Regions from separate parts of the Sus scrofa genome. Here region 1 is linked to region 2. A link is a contact called in public Hi-C data. All regions are on one chromosome and are shown on one strand. The core of a region is the stretch at or near the end of the contact, and the rest is flanking DNA. Distances in the headings are between cores, read along the strand shown.

Region 1 (6,858 bases), core at 2,177-4,676, 190 kb after region 2:
AACATCTTTATTTTGCCTTTAAACATTGGCTTGTTTAGAGGTCTTTGTCCAAAATTAATGTTCCTCTCAAATTTAGGGGCCACGTTCCTTTTCCTCCTAGCACCTAGTGTTGCCAAATACACCTCCCTGCACCCACCTTTTTTGGAAGCTCATACGATATTTCTATTACTCATGATATTCTGAAATTTTGTGCTGTTGACAGATGATTCTTTTTGATCCATTGGAGGGCCATTCTGGACCGAAGTCTCACACGATTCAGTTCTGGGACATTGTCTCCTGCTATTACTATTATATTCCTATTTTTATCCCTTTTCTTCTGTATTTTTGACACTCCTACTCGACAGACATTTCAACCTCATGGACTGATTTTTTGGTTTATTATCTATCATATTTTCTGCCTCTTTACCTATTGTGCCATATTTCAGGAAATTTTCTTATTCATAGACACATGTGTGTATACATAGAAATATATTTATAGTGTTAATTATATAGTATTAAGTACAATAATTATATATAATATTTGTATATAATAATTTATGTTATATATAGTATTTTATATATAAATATGTTTTGGCAACAATACTTCACATATCTCAGAGTTCTATTTTATAGTTTTCTAATCATTTTATTAATATTTTCTTTCTTTAACAACTATTTAAATTATAATTCACATGGCATTCAGTGCACCCATTGAAGGTATGAATTTAAAGTATGAAAGTCTTATGAATTCAAAAACTTTTAGTATATTCACAGGGTTGTGCCTCAATCACCAGAAATTTTAAACATTTTCATCCTCAAAATAAATCCTGTGACCCTTATCCCCCATTCCCCAGCTTCTCCATTTTCTCCCCTGCTCCTCAGCCCAAGGCAACCACTAATCTACTTTCTTGGCCCTATCATCTGATTTCTTGAATCTGTCTTCAGTTAATTAAGAACTTATAAGGGATAAGAGGTGATTATTAATGAGGTTATATCCCGCCCCAAGAGATCAGTGGGAAAAAAAGACAAATATATGTTGAAAATAAAAGAATGGAAAATATGTATACAAATATCAAAAGAAAGTAGTTTTGGCCACAGTGATATTTGGAAAAATAGAATTTAAGGGCCGAAGAAGTAACAAGGACAAAAAAGGATATTTTATGTTTAAAAAATTTGTACTCTATTAAGAAAGTATGAGTCATGAATTTTTCTGCACCTAACATCATAACCCTGAAATATTTTTATTTGTTAAGATACTTTTCATTGCAAGCAATAAAAACCACAGTTCAAGCTGGCTTACACAATGAAGGGATAAGAGGGAAAGCAAATTAGGGTCATTTACATGCTTCATTTGTGATGTGTCTGAATTGCTCACTCATTCAGTAAAAATATACTGTGTGCCTACTAAGAGCCAGACACCGTGAGTGACAGACGCTGAAGACAGAGCTGTGAATAGAGTGAAGAGGACCTTTCCTCACATTCTTTTGTTGGTGATGGGGGAGGGGAGCACGGGTAATAAACAAGTAAACCAGTATTTATAGAAGATAATTGCAAATAGCAATAACTGTGTCATGAAGGAACTAGAATACATACAATTCGATAGAAGCTGGTGACTACTTCGTTTTGGATAGAGAGCAAAACGTTCTTTAAGAAATATTGAAATAAATTTCTAGACCCAAGATAGAGCTGCTCCTGGCCATGGTGCCCCAGCAGCAAACTGAACTTTTGTCTTCCTGTAAATGCTCCTCTTGACCAGAAATAGCTTATCAAGTCAGGAAATCCCCAAATTCCAAGGCAACTCTGGGCTCTATACTTATTTCCTTGTTCCTTGATCCTTCTAAGATCAGATATGCAACCCCAGCATGACCATGTTGCTGCTTCTAACGGTTTGTGAAACTCAGTCTTGCCCGAACATCTGTCTGGAAGAATGCATCACTGCATGTGAGGCACTGCATACTTCCAATCTACAAACACTTCCCTTGACTAAAGGACATCACATTTGTTATTAAATTGTTTTATTTTGTTACTTCACAAAAAGTAACATTTAAGCCAAGCCTGGTTGATAAGAAAAAGCTAGATTTTCTAGACAGGGAAGAACATCTAGGCTGAGTAAACAGAAAATGCAAAGACCTTAAGGCAGGAATGGGTTTGACACACCTGAGGCACAGGGAGAAAGCCCATGTGGAGAAGCACAGGGAATCTGAGGGAGGTGTCAAGAGATGACCCACAAGAGGGACCAGACCATGCCTGCTGGTTTTGTGGTTGAGGATCTCAGTCTATTGCAGTTTCATTAGTTCCTCACAGCTGTAGGGGGCTGTTAATCACAGTCAGCAAGTTAGCGCTGAGATCCTCCACCCACCCACCCAAATGATGGATACAGGATTCCTGTTCTGGCAGAGATGACTTCCTTTTATTAGAAGTGCCTCCAGGAAGTTCCCCTTGTGGCTTAGTGGTAAGGAAAGTATCCATGAAGATGCAGGTTCAATCCCTAGCCCCACTCAGCGGGTTAAGGATCCAGTGTGGCTGTGATGTAGGCTGGCAGCTGCAGTTCCCATTCAACCTGTACTCTGGAAACTTCCATATGCACCTAGTGCGGCCTTAAATTTGGGGGCCGGTGGGGGGGAGTGCCTCCAGAATTCTATGCAGTAGGGACTGAGGGGTAGCAACCTAGGAAATTCATTTTAAAAATGCATAGTGATAAACAGAGCAGTTCTTATTTTCAGGGATATAAGCTTAAAAAAAAATAGCCATCCTTCTTAACGATGGTTTTATTTATGTATTTTTATTTCCCTTTTTTCTTTTTAGGGCCCCACCTGCGGCATATGGAAGTTCCCAGGCTAGGGATGGAATTGGAGCTGCAGCTTCCGGCTTACACCACAGACTCCACAACAGCAGCATGGGATCCAGGGGCATCTATGAACTACATAGCCGCTTGCCTAACACCAGGCCAGGGATTGAACCCAAATCCTCAAGGAAACTAGTCGGCTTCTTAACCCACTGAGCCACAATGGGAATTCCACCATATCTATTTTTTTAATTTTTTAAAAATTTTCCATCACCATTACCTATTTTCAAGGTGATCTGAGCAGGCTGCTGGAGATTATGATGAGTGGAAGTAAGTCCTCCACATGGGGCATCCCTGGGAGACCAAAAGGAGTCCAGGTAGTCCCACTGTAGGTACACCACTTTGGGATAACAACACCATGCAGCTTAGCACACGCCCCTTTGCTAAAAGCAGGCGAGTCCGTTGGGCGTCCGGGCATTGGCCTAGATCGCATGCGCTGGGGGTGGGGCGGAGCCAGGGGCGGGGCGGGGCGAATGGGGGGATCCGGGGGCGGGGCGGGATGGATCCGGGGCGGATCCAGGGGCGGGGCGAGCTCCGTAACCCCAGTCGCCGCGGGAGCCTGAGTGTGGTCGCTTGTCAGGCGGAGTCCGACGGGGAGTTAAACCGCGGCCCTGGCACAGCCATCTCCGCCGCCGCCGCCGCCGCCGCCGCCCTCGCGGGCGCAGACGTCGCCGGGGCCGGGGAGGGGCGCCACTCCCAACCGCCGGCTGGGCAATGTCCGTGGCGTGTCCGTGCCGTCGCCACCCGGACGCCGGGCCCGCCTCTCCGCCCCTGGGACCAGCCGCTCGTCCTCCGCGGCCCGCGAGGAGCTGCGGCGCCGCCTGCTGGGCCTCATCGAGGGCCATCGAGTGGTCATCTTCAGCAAGAGCTACTGTCCGCACAGCACGCGGGTAGGCAGGCAGGGGCTTCTGGGCCTGCTGGTCCGTCCGCCTCCGCGGCCTCCAACCCCCGGACCCGGTCCGTTCTCCGCCCGCGCCCCTAGACACCCCCCCCCCCGTGTTCGTCCGCTCAGCTCTCGCGTGGAGCCCGTCCCGGGGGCGACACCGGCCCCGCCGGCTGCTCTCCTGGCTTCCGCCTCGGGTCGGGCCTGCGGGCGAGCCACGGACACCCCTGGCCGCGAGCCTGGTCGATGTGGTCGGGGACGGGGGTGGGAAAAAGCCGGGTGTTGTTCTGAGAGGAGAGCACTAGCAGAGGCCGCAGTTCCGGCAGGTGTGCTGGCGCTTCCTGGCAGTTTCAGCCGCCCTGCACGCGGCCCAACGGGGTCAGCTGGGGACAGACGTGCGCGTGTGTCCTGAGTTTTAGATCCTTTTGAAGACAAACCCATTGTACGATGGGACTTTGAATATTTGAACTATACTTCACGTTTATTGAGAGTTGAAATAATACTTGGAAGATGCACACGCGGGAACCGTTGGGTTAGGTGCGTGAAATTATAGATTATGATTTGCAGGTTTGCATTGAGTTAAACATTGTTTGGTGAAATGTGTATCACAAACACCTTAGAGTTTCTCTACGAAGACCACACCCTGCCCTGCAGGGACCTCATGATGTCCCCAGCCCCACTGCCTCCTCCCGCCCCCAGGGTAACCTCTAGCCAGAATTCCTTGCTTTTCTTTAGGGTTTTGCCACATACATATATATCCTTAATATTTTGTTCCTTAATATTTTGCTTGTCTTGGTACTTATATATAAGTATTATCATGCATTTGCCTTCTGCACTTTTTTCAACAGTTATGTTTTAGAGATTCATGCATGTTAGCATCTGTAAGTGTGGTTTTTAAATTTTCATTACTGTATTATTCGCTAGGATGAATCATACCACAGTGTATCAGTTCTATTGTTGCTAGTATTTTGCTCTTTTTAAAAACGATAAGGCTCTGCCTATTGCCTGTCTCCCAGTGCACACACACAAAGCTTACTTTAGAGCACATGTCTTGAAGCTGAGTTGCTAGGCCACAGAGGATGCATGATTTCTGCCTTAACTAGGTGAAGCCAAAATGTTTTTCCAAGTTGTCATACATACCAACTTACCCTCTTAATGGCAGTGTAGTATTAGTCCCCATTGCTCTACATCCTTACCAACAGTTGATAGTTTTGCATTTCCCTCATGAAGCTGAACATGTTTTCAAGTGTTTATGCCTTCTTTCAGTTTCCTTAGCTGCAAAACATTTAGGTATTTTGCTTATTTCCCTATTAGGTTGGGACGGTTTTTTGTACATATTATAGGCATTCTTACTATGTTTTTGATCCTAGTCCTTGGATTATATGTATTGGAAAATCTCCCAGATTTGGCTTTTCTTTTCACTTTTTTTTTTTTTTTTTTGTCTTTTTAGGGCCACACCTGAGGCATATGGAGGTTCCCAGGCTAGGGGTCGAATAGGAGCTGTAGCCGCCAGCCTATGCCACAGCCACAGCAACGAGGGATCTGAGCCGTGTCTGCGGCATACACCTACACCACAGCTCACAGCAACACAGGATCCTTAACCCACTGATCAAGGCCAGGGATTGAACCCACGTCCTCATGGATGCTAATCAGGTTCTTTAACCACTGAGCCACAACAGAACTCCTCTTTTCACTCTCTTTATGGGATCTTTTGATTAACTGAGATTTGGAAATTTAATGTAGTTGAATCTGTCACTTTTTCTTTTCTAGTTTGTACTTTTTGTGTTATTTAAGAAACCTCCTTCTACTCTGAGTCGTAAGGATACTCTCCTGTTTTAGTCCTGAGAGAGTTAGAGTGTGCTTTTCACACACCCCTTCTTTATTCCACCTGGATGTGAAGCTGATGACATGCAGGGATCCGGTTGGTTTTGTCCTTTCTAACGTATCAGTTTTCCCTGTGCCCTTTATTGGACAAGCCATCCTTTCCTCACCGGTTGGAGAGCTCACTCATCATCCATCTGGTTCTCCAGGCTCTGCCTTCTATCTCTACTTTTAAAAATTGTCATTGGAGCTTTTAAAATGAGAACTGTGCCTGGCCACCACTGTATTGCTGGGGCCTAGAATAGTGAGGTAGGCAATGTGGTTTGAATAAGTAAATGCTCTTCCATCATTCTAGTCAAACCTTTGCTGACAGAAAATCTTAGGACAAATGATTTTTGATTCTGTGTGTGTCAACACTCCCAATAATGTGCCACTACTTTGAGTCCCATTCCGTATTTGGACAGCTCTAATTACTAGAATTGTTTTAATTGAATCCAAATCTGTCTCTCTGAAACATTTACTCCCTCTTGGAGGTGATAGTTGCTCCAATGCACAGAATTAGGAATTGGGCTTCTACCTGGATGACAGATCTTTCAGTACTTTCCCTGAGCGTTTTTCTTTCCTGGCCAAGCAGCCTGCTCTTTATGTGTTCATTTCATCTCTCTTTACATACAACCCTTTGCTCGCTGTATCATGCAATAGTTTCAGTATGAGCTGCTGAAATGTGTCACCCAAGCCGGACACCACATTCCACATCCTTTCCTTCGCAGAATTAAGCAAAGAGGTTTGTTCCTTGATTGGGCCGCTGATGTCACTCAACAAGTGTTGTTGGGTACTTAGTGTTGTGGGGGCACAGAAGTAAAGAGAGGGTGGCCTTGCCTCCCAAGAACTCATGGTGTAATTGAGCTGTAATCATCCAATTCTCATGCATCGAAAGAAACACGTGTGCAGGACAGGCGCCGTGGGACCAAGAGACCAAAACAGCTGCTTCTGTGGGGTTGGAAAAATTGAAGACTATTTAAGCTGGTCCTTGAGGACTCAGTTGGCTGTCTGTAGGTAAGGGAGAGCATCTAGCTAAGGAATATGTATCAGCACAGGTAGAGGATAATGAATATTGTAAGGCTGAAAATAGGGCGAATGAAAGGAAGTCAGGAGAGTAACTGGAAAATAGCTGAACTTCAGTTTCATAGTTGTATTGAGATTTTAAAATGCTCTGTGGTATGTGTAGACTTTTGAGACAAAGAGTGAAAGGCTCTGACCTGTGATTTGAAACCTGGGAACAGTACAGAGAATAAAATAAATGTGGAGGCCCCTGGGCTGTTTGGGAAGT
Region 2 (7,011 bases), core at 1,228-3,727:
GGAGAGGGCAGTGAGCCTGAAGCTCCCCTGCTGTTCCTGGAGCTGCCCCAGGGCCTTTACATGGGCTGCTCAGAGCTGCTCTACTGCTACCCACCAGTGCTCCCCTCCTCCTCCCTCCATGGCCTGCTGCCCACCCCAATGCCAGCCAATAGCACCTTCTAAAGATGTACACGTCTAAAGCCGGGGTCAAGACACATGTGACCATCAGTACTGGGAATGCATTAATGCAGCTAAGAAGCACATTTTAAATCTCACCTTATTCTGATAAACTAAGATGTACATGGAAGTGCTGAACAGGGGCCACAGGCTGGACGTTGCCTCTGTGACCAGAAGGCAGGCTGGCCCGGTTAAGAGTCTGATTTGTTCTGACACATTCCCAGGACCTGGATGGGTCACAGAGTCCCATGCCCCACCATCCCTGTGGCTTCATGTCACCTGCCACCATCCTGCCTCTATAGAAACGCTCCAACCCTCCAAAACTCTGGAAGGCAGACCCTGCCTCAAAGATCCCAGCCTGTCACACACAGGGAGGCCAGACCCTGGTGACAATGACACCAGGCCCACAGTGGATGCCCCACCAAGGGCCAGGAGGGCATCAGCATGCAAGTTAATCCACAAAGACACAACTGAGAAACTAGGCTCGCAGCTCTGAGGTGGACACTCCTGGGCTGGGTGCCCTCCAGGCCTGGGGCCCTGGACCCTGTGGGACACACAGTAGGGCCTCAGCTCCCCTGCTCTTCCTCTGTGGCTGGTGGGCTGGCAGAAGACCAGAGGCCTAGGGTGAGCTCCCACACTTCCAGAGAGGACCTGGGCCAGTCCTGCCCTGGGCAGCAAGTGCCGAGGGCCCAACTGGCAGTTGGCGTCTCCCATGCTCCCTGACTCAGTCTGGTGCCCTGGCCCACTCTCACATGAGGCAGCCTGAGAGATGTTCCATGTGGTAACCAACTGCACTCTGACCGCCACCCCCAGGACTCCCCCAGGGCCTGTCCTTGCTGGCTCCTCCTGCCCTGGCCATGTGCTGCCCATGGCACACCGTGCAGGAGGCCAGGGACACTCACGACTGGTGGACGCTGCAGTTGTAGAAGACGAAGTCCACGGACGCAAACTTCTTGCCCGTCTCCTTGGACTTTAGGTACAGCTTGACCACCCGCTGGTCTCCTGCAGCAGCAGCAAAGGCCCTGTCATCAAGGCCCCGAGGGCCACCTAACCCAGGAGACCTGCAGTCCCCTGTGCCCACCCACCCAGCGGCCCTGGGCCTGCAATGCCTCCCCCGCCCTCACCCCTCACCAGGTCCCCCCCTTGCTGTCCCAACAACCACCTCCTCCAGGAGGCCCCCCGCCCTGTGGCCTTACCCTGGCCCCGCGTGATGGGCGCCACCTCCCGTGCGGAGGGGGAGCGGCAGTGGATCCGGCCGTCCTCCAGGATGCCCTCAGATTCGGTGAAGTCCTCAAAGGAGCAGTTGACTCCAGCCGAGAGGTCAGGTACATTCCAGGCCTGCAGCACGAGCTGGGCGGGGGCAGGAGGGACGGTGAGCAGGGGCCCGTCCCCCAACATCCTGCCCATTCCCGGGCCACCATGCTCACCGGAACCTGGGACATAGTGACAGACACATTGCGTGGCTGCACGGCCAATTGCACACACTGTAGCAGGTCCGCAGCGAAGCGCTGGGGCTCGTCCGCCCGCTCACAGGCATCCTGACGTGAGCAGCTGCAGGCATAGACATGGGACCAGCTGGGGCAGGGGCAGGACAGCCCTGAGCCACCCCGCACCCCGTCCTAATAGGGGAGCTGGGCTTCTATCACTGGCAGGTCACAGGACACCAACCACCAAACCAGACCCAGAGGAACTTGGGAGGGAGATGGGACCCCCAGGATCACAGTGAGGCCGCTTAGACCCTCCCCCAACAACACCCTGCCCAGACTCACATGCTGTGCAGGACACACCAGCCGCAGTGGGGGTCCCGTGACCCCAGGCACAGCTCACAGGACGTGTACTGCACGCAGCTTTCCACAGGCACGCGGGTCACCTGGAGGAGGGGCCTCAGTATCAGGCTCCCACTGGGCCTGCCCCCACCTCCTCAAACACATCCAGGGTAGCCCCATGCTGGGCCTTCCTCCTGCTTGGTCTACCCAAGGGCCAGTCTTGGGTGACCCTGGCTTGGCTGAGTCAGGCTAAACAGACTGGGGCTGTCTCCAGGGAGTCAGTGCAGGTGACAGTTCTGGCCAGTTCCTCCACTCTGCATCCAAGCATCCCAAGGGAACCACAGGCTCTTAGGCTCCAGCCCCCAGCACAGAGGCAGGTGGGCCACTTACCCAGCCCTGCCTATTCAGCCCTGACATCCCAAGGCGTGAATGGCCTGACAGCAAGACAGGGGCAAAGGAAAAGTGGGAACCACCAAGAAGGAAGGGAGCCCCTCTACCCCCCACAGGGTCACCAGGGGGAGCTGAAGGGCAGAGGCCGGCTCCAAGCATGCTAGACTGGAAACAGCACATGGTCTTGATGAGCTGGCCAGGCCACAGCCTGATGACTCGGGGCCCAGGCACACCCAAACCTCCCACACCTCTACCCTGAAAAATCTCTCTCTCAAAGAGGTAGTGGGAACCCCAGACCAGCCTGGGAAGATCTGGAGGCAGCCTGGACATTGAGGGCCAAGGGTGGCCACACCCAGCTCCCCAAGGGCACGCCCAAGCTCGCCTCTGCAGGGCGGCACCCACCTGCTTCTCCGTCATGGCGTAGAGGTACTGGCGGTCTGGGCTGAGGACCAGGTCACGCAGGATGGGGTTGCCCTCTTGGGCCACTACGCTCTCGTAGGCCAGGGCTGGCCGGCCTCCTGGGTTCGCCAGGTCCACGAGGATCTGAGACAGGAGGCCCAGGTAAGGCTGCCCTGGCCCACCTCCAATTGAGGGCAGAGCCTGGAGCCCCTCCCCAGCCACCCAACCCAAGAAGCCAGTGTAGGACCCACTGTGGCCTGGAGCCTGGTCCTGGCCCAGCCCCTTCCCCAGGTGACAGACACCACAGTCCATGGGTGGGAGTCTCTGAGGACTGGAGAAAACAACCACCCTCCCATCTCAGCTGCACAGCCCTTCCCAAGGCAAAGGCAACAGGAGCCCAGGGCCAGCATCACAGTCTGGGGACATAGGGTGCCCAGGGAGGCTGAGAGTGAAGCAGGGGCCTCAGGGTGGGGGTGGAGCGAGGGGTCAGGTCCTGGGGGACAGCCCCCAGCACCAAAGCAGGGGGCGGGCATCTCACAGGCATGCAAATATGCTCTGAATCCCAAACCAGCCGGGGCGTTAATTAGCCAGCTCTTCCCCACAGCTCGCAATGCTGCAAGTATTTTTAGTTGCTTTTACCAAACAAATGTATTTAATTAACAGAGAGACCCAGGAGCTTTCCGAGATGGGGCTCGTGGGGCGGCGCCGGGCAGGCTCCCAGGGCACAGGGTGGGGCGCCTGGCTCAGGCCCGCCCCCACTGGCAGCCATGGAGCAGCCAGCCCACCTCCTCCTCCACTATGGGGGTGCTCAGCCCAGCACCCCTCCTTTGCACTCCAAGCTGACAGGGGCAGGTCTGACTGGCCAGGGTGGGCTGCGGGGCCAGCTCCAGAAGGAGTCAGAGAGGGCGGCAACCAGGGAGGGCACTGTGTCCAGGCCAGAGGCTGCAGGCTGCGGGAGGGGGAGAGAGAGGGGGAGGGCCGCATTCCTGAAAGCCCGCGGCCACCCCCCACATCCGCTCAGCTGCCTCCCAGCCAGGCAGGCAGGCTTAAGTCAAACCAGACCCGGAAGAGCTGTGTCCAGAGCGGGTCGGGAAGGCGGTCCCACGCTGGGACTATTGCTGCCCCAATGGCTTCCGGTGCCCGACCTCGGGGCAGAGGGGGCACTAGGTGAGGGCCTGGCCAGGACCCCAACCTGCACCCATTAAGCCTGCCCGTTCTCACAGGGGACCCACAGTCAGCTCCACTGCCAGCCAGGCCCTAGAAGCCAGGAGTCTGGCCTCGGTACCCACACTGCCTGGGCCCGGGCCCGGCTCGGACACATTCCAGCTGTGGACACTGCCTCGGTGTCCCTCTCTGGGGAGCAGGCATGAGGGGCACCTCTCTCCACACAAGAGCCACTCTGGGAACTACACGTCCAAGCAGGTATTACGGGTAGGCCTGGGTGGCCAAGGCCCCCCAGCAGTCACCAAACCCCAAGAGCCAGCCACAGAGGCCCGGCAAGGCCAGCCTGGCCCACGGCCAGAGAATGGGGACAGGACAGCCAGAGGGCAGGGAGGCCTAGACGCAGGCGAAGGCACCAGTGTGGGGCCAGAGCTCCAGACCCAGTCTCCACCAGAATGACCCAGATCAGGGCCCTCCATGTCCTCCCTCAGGCGCCTCCTGTAGTCACCAGAGCCCAGGCCTGACTCTGCCCCACCTTGGGGACTCCTGGGATGCTGCGCTGACCACAGCCCTGGCCTGGTGCAGAGGGCACTCAAAAGACATTCCCGGGCTCTAGCCCTCCCATCCAGATCACCAGGGCCCCATGGTGGGTCCTGACTGCTCGCCACTCACGGCTAAGGACTGGGGCATGGCATCACATCAAGGTGCGCCCCTCCACCTCTGAGCAGGGGACAAGGGGTTGCAGGGAAGGTCACACCAAGGGCACCCAAGCTCTGAGGCACAGCAGGGAAGAGCCTGGGGAGGAGGGTGGGGGAGGCGGGCCAGCCCGTCTCTGGAACGGCCCTGCCCCCAGGCCCCCACGTGCGGATGCCTCCAACAGGTGGCTCCTGACAGCTGCAGCGGGAAGCATGCTTGTCCAGCTGTCCATCTGCCATGCACCCATCTACCACCCACCTGCCCAGCACTGGGCAGCCCCCAGTGCTTACATGTGCAGGGCTCCCCCGTTGCTGGAGGACACAGAGCAAGGGGGCGCTGGGGAGGCATGGTCCATGGGCCAGTGCGTGGACATGCCTCAGCTATGTGCTGAACAGCCACGGTCCAAGCTCAGCAGGACCCCCGCCTGCAAGCATGGGACAGTTGGGGGCTTTTGGCCAGTCCTCCAACCCTGCCTGTTGTGTGCCTCAGCTGGTTTTCAGGCTGCAGGGCCTGTGGAGCACAGGGAGGTAAACTGAGGCCCACAAGGACCTACCAGGGCCCTGGACCCACGCCAGCTGCACCTGAGGACACGGAGTCAGCTCCAAATGTGGGAGGAGGGATGCAGCAGGGAGGGCATTCTGGGGAGAGGGAGCATGCAGGGCAGGCACACAGCCAGGCGGATGGCAGGACAGCAGGACACACCACGGCTGGCAGTGCGCGTGCTGACACCACACCCTGGCCCACAGCTGTCACTCAAGGGCCACCCACCTGGGCAGCTGGGCCTGCAGAGCCTCCCCTGGTACCTTCCCTGACCTCCAATTGTCACCTCTGTCCTCTGCAAACCTCCCCCCAAGACCTCTGCAACTTCCCACCATAGGCTGAAGCCCCTCCCTCCAACCTCCCCAAATCCATCCTGTCCTGTCCCCTCTCACCGTCCCCCCCACTTCACTGCAGTGAAGGACCCCCCTCCACCCGGATGGCTTAAGTGCCACCTCCCAAAAAACCCACCCAGCCTGGCTCTGACCCTGCCTGCTTCTCCACCAGGACTGTCCCTGTCCCTCTGTACATGGGGGAGTCCCCTGGGTTCTGAGCTGAATCACAAGGTCTGTCAAGAGCCCCCAGGGAGGGGCTGGGCCAGGCACCTACCACCCCATGGGCTGCCTCCTCCCACAGATAGGCCCAGGATTAGGTTCAACCCTATATATCCCCAGACCAGAAGGACCCTGAGGCCCTGGACACACTGGACAGAGACCCTGCAAAAGGACCCATCAGAAAGCAGTCCCTGGCCCTGGAGGCCCAAGCCCTAGGGTGGCTCGGCCGGCTGCCCCCACATCCATCACTGAGAGGCCCTGGCCAACTGCTGCAGGCAGGCAGCTGACGGCTCGGCCAGGTCAGCTGTCCGTCCAGTCCAGAGCCAACAAAGGGTCCATTCTCTGGGCCAAGGGCGGGTGGGGGGGCCGGGGAGGATGTCTGGGCCATCCAGGCTGCTTGCCAAGGCCGGCACGCGCCCTAGCCGCCCGGAGGCAGGGGGCTGCCGAGCTTGGCCCAAATGGGGAAGGGTGAGTTCCTTGTTCTGCCCACCCCCAGGCAGCACCTGTGGGCCTCTCTGCAAAGTGGGGGCACACTGGTGGAGCTGACTCCTGGTCTCTAGATGGGGGTTGAGGGACAGACAGAGGACGGGAGCGAGCTGCCAGGGCAAGGACTTCACAGGCACACCTTCCTCCTGTGGGTATAAGCTGCGAATCGCTCCCAGCAGCCAGGAGGCCGGGTGGTCCTTCCTGGGGAGCACCTTGTAGAAGGAGCCCCCACTGCTCTCTCCTCCCAGGCCCGGGGCTGTACGGCCCGGCCTCCTCTCCTTCCTGGCCAGCGCCGCTCAGCTTAGGCCCCCACGGAACCAGCTCCCAGGCCCGTCAGCTCTCATGGGCCCATAGGCTGCCCCCTTCTCCAGCTGAGGGCAGGTTCCAGGCCCCTTCCTGGGTCCATTCTTGGAAAGGCCAGGAGGAATTTGATACTGAAAACGCAATTAGCAATTTCCTCTTGGCAGTCATTAAGTAATTAAAACACAATTTCCAGGAGCCCTACAGGTTGTAATTGGGCCAGACACACCTGGTAAAGGGGGGTGGGTAACGGGGTCACAGGAATCTTACCTCTCCTATTCTCAACCCTCAAAACACAGAAAGACATAGGGAGGGAACAACCAACGCAAGCAGTGGTCTTCTCTGACTCTTAGTTTCCTCAGCTGCCACCTGGCAACCGACACACAGGGCTGCAAGGATGAAGCTCACAGTTCCTAACAGCAGGGGAACAGAAGGTTCCAGCTGTCCTAGGGGATCTGTCCCACTGCTACGGAGGATGCACAAAGCTGGACCAGGAGGCAGCAGAGACGCACAGCCTTCCACCACATGCCAGTGACATGGCCAGGGCACCCCTGCAGCTGGAGATT

The links. Hi-C and Micro-C count contacts between places; a contact is called where the count stands out from the background.
Region 1: a contact with region 2 is called in a Hi-C map of embryonic fibroblasts, with 2.7 times the contacts expected there. The contact joins the promoter of TXNRD3 here to the enhancer-like site in region 2. A contact is called at or near these places in 1 of 5 promoter capture datasets (liver), 14 of 47 Hi-C or Micro-C datasets (alveolar macrophages, embryonic fibroblasts, heart right ventricle and 7 more) and 2 of 2 datasets of contacts at active chromatin or transcription factors (alveolar macrophages and skeletal muscle).

The regions. Positions count from the first base shown.
Region 1 is chr13:73,272,823-73,279,680 of Sscrofa11.1, forward strand. TXNRD3 (thioredoxin reductase 3) reads left to right here and starts at 3,427. Exons shown (of 18, transcript XM_013982024.2): 1 at 3,427-3,714. The coding sequence starts at 3,427.
Region 2 is chr13:73,079,579-73,086,589 of Sscrofa11.1, forward strand. It overlaps PLXNA1 (plexin-A1), which reads right to left. Exons shown (of 32, transcript XM_021069450.1): 4 at 2,715-2,855; 5 at 1,926-2,026; 6 at 1,584-1,707; 7 at 1,353-1,506; 8 at 1,059-1,158. Among named protein-coding and RNA genes, the nearest start is that of PLXNA1, 16 kb to the right of the region's middle. Within about 2 kb of position 2,478, at least 38 of the 83 cell types and tissues checked have an H3K27ac peak or open chromatin away from gene starts, as enhancers often do. A contact at or near this core is called in alveolar macrophages, embryonic fibroblasts, liver and 5 more, where this site is marked.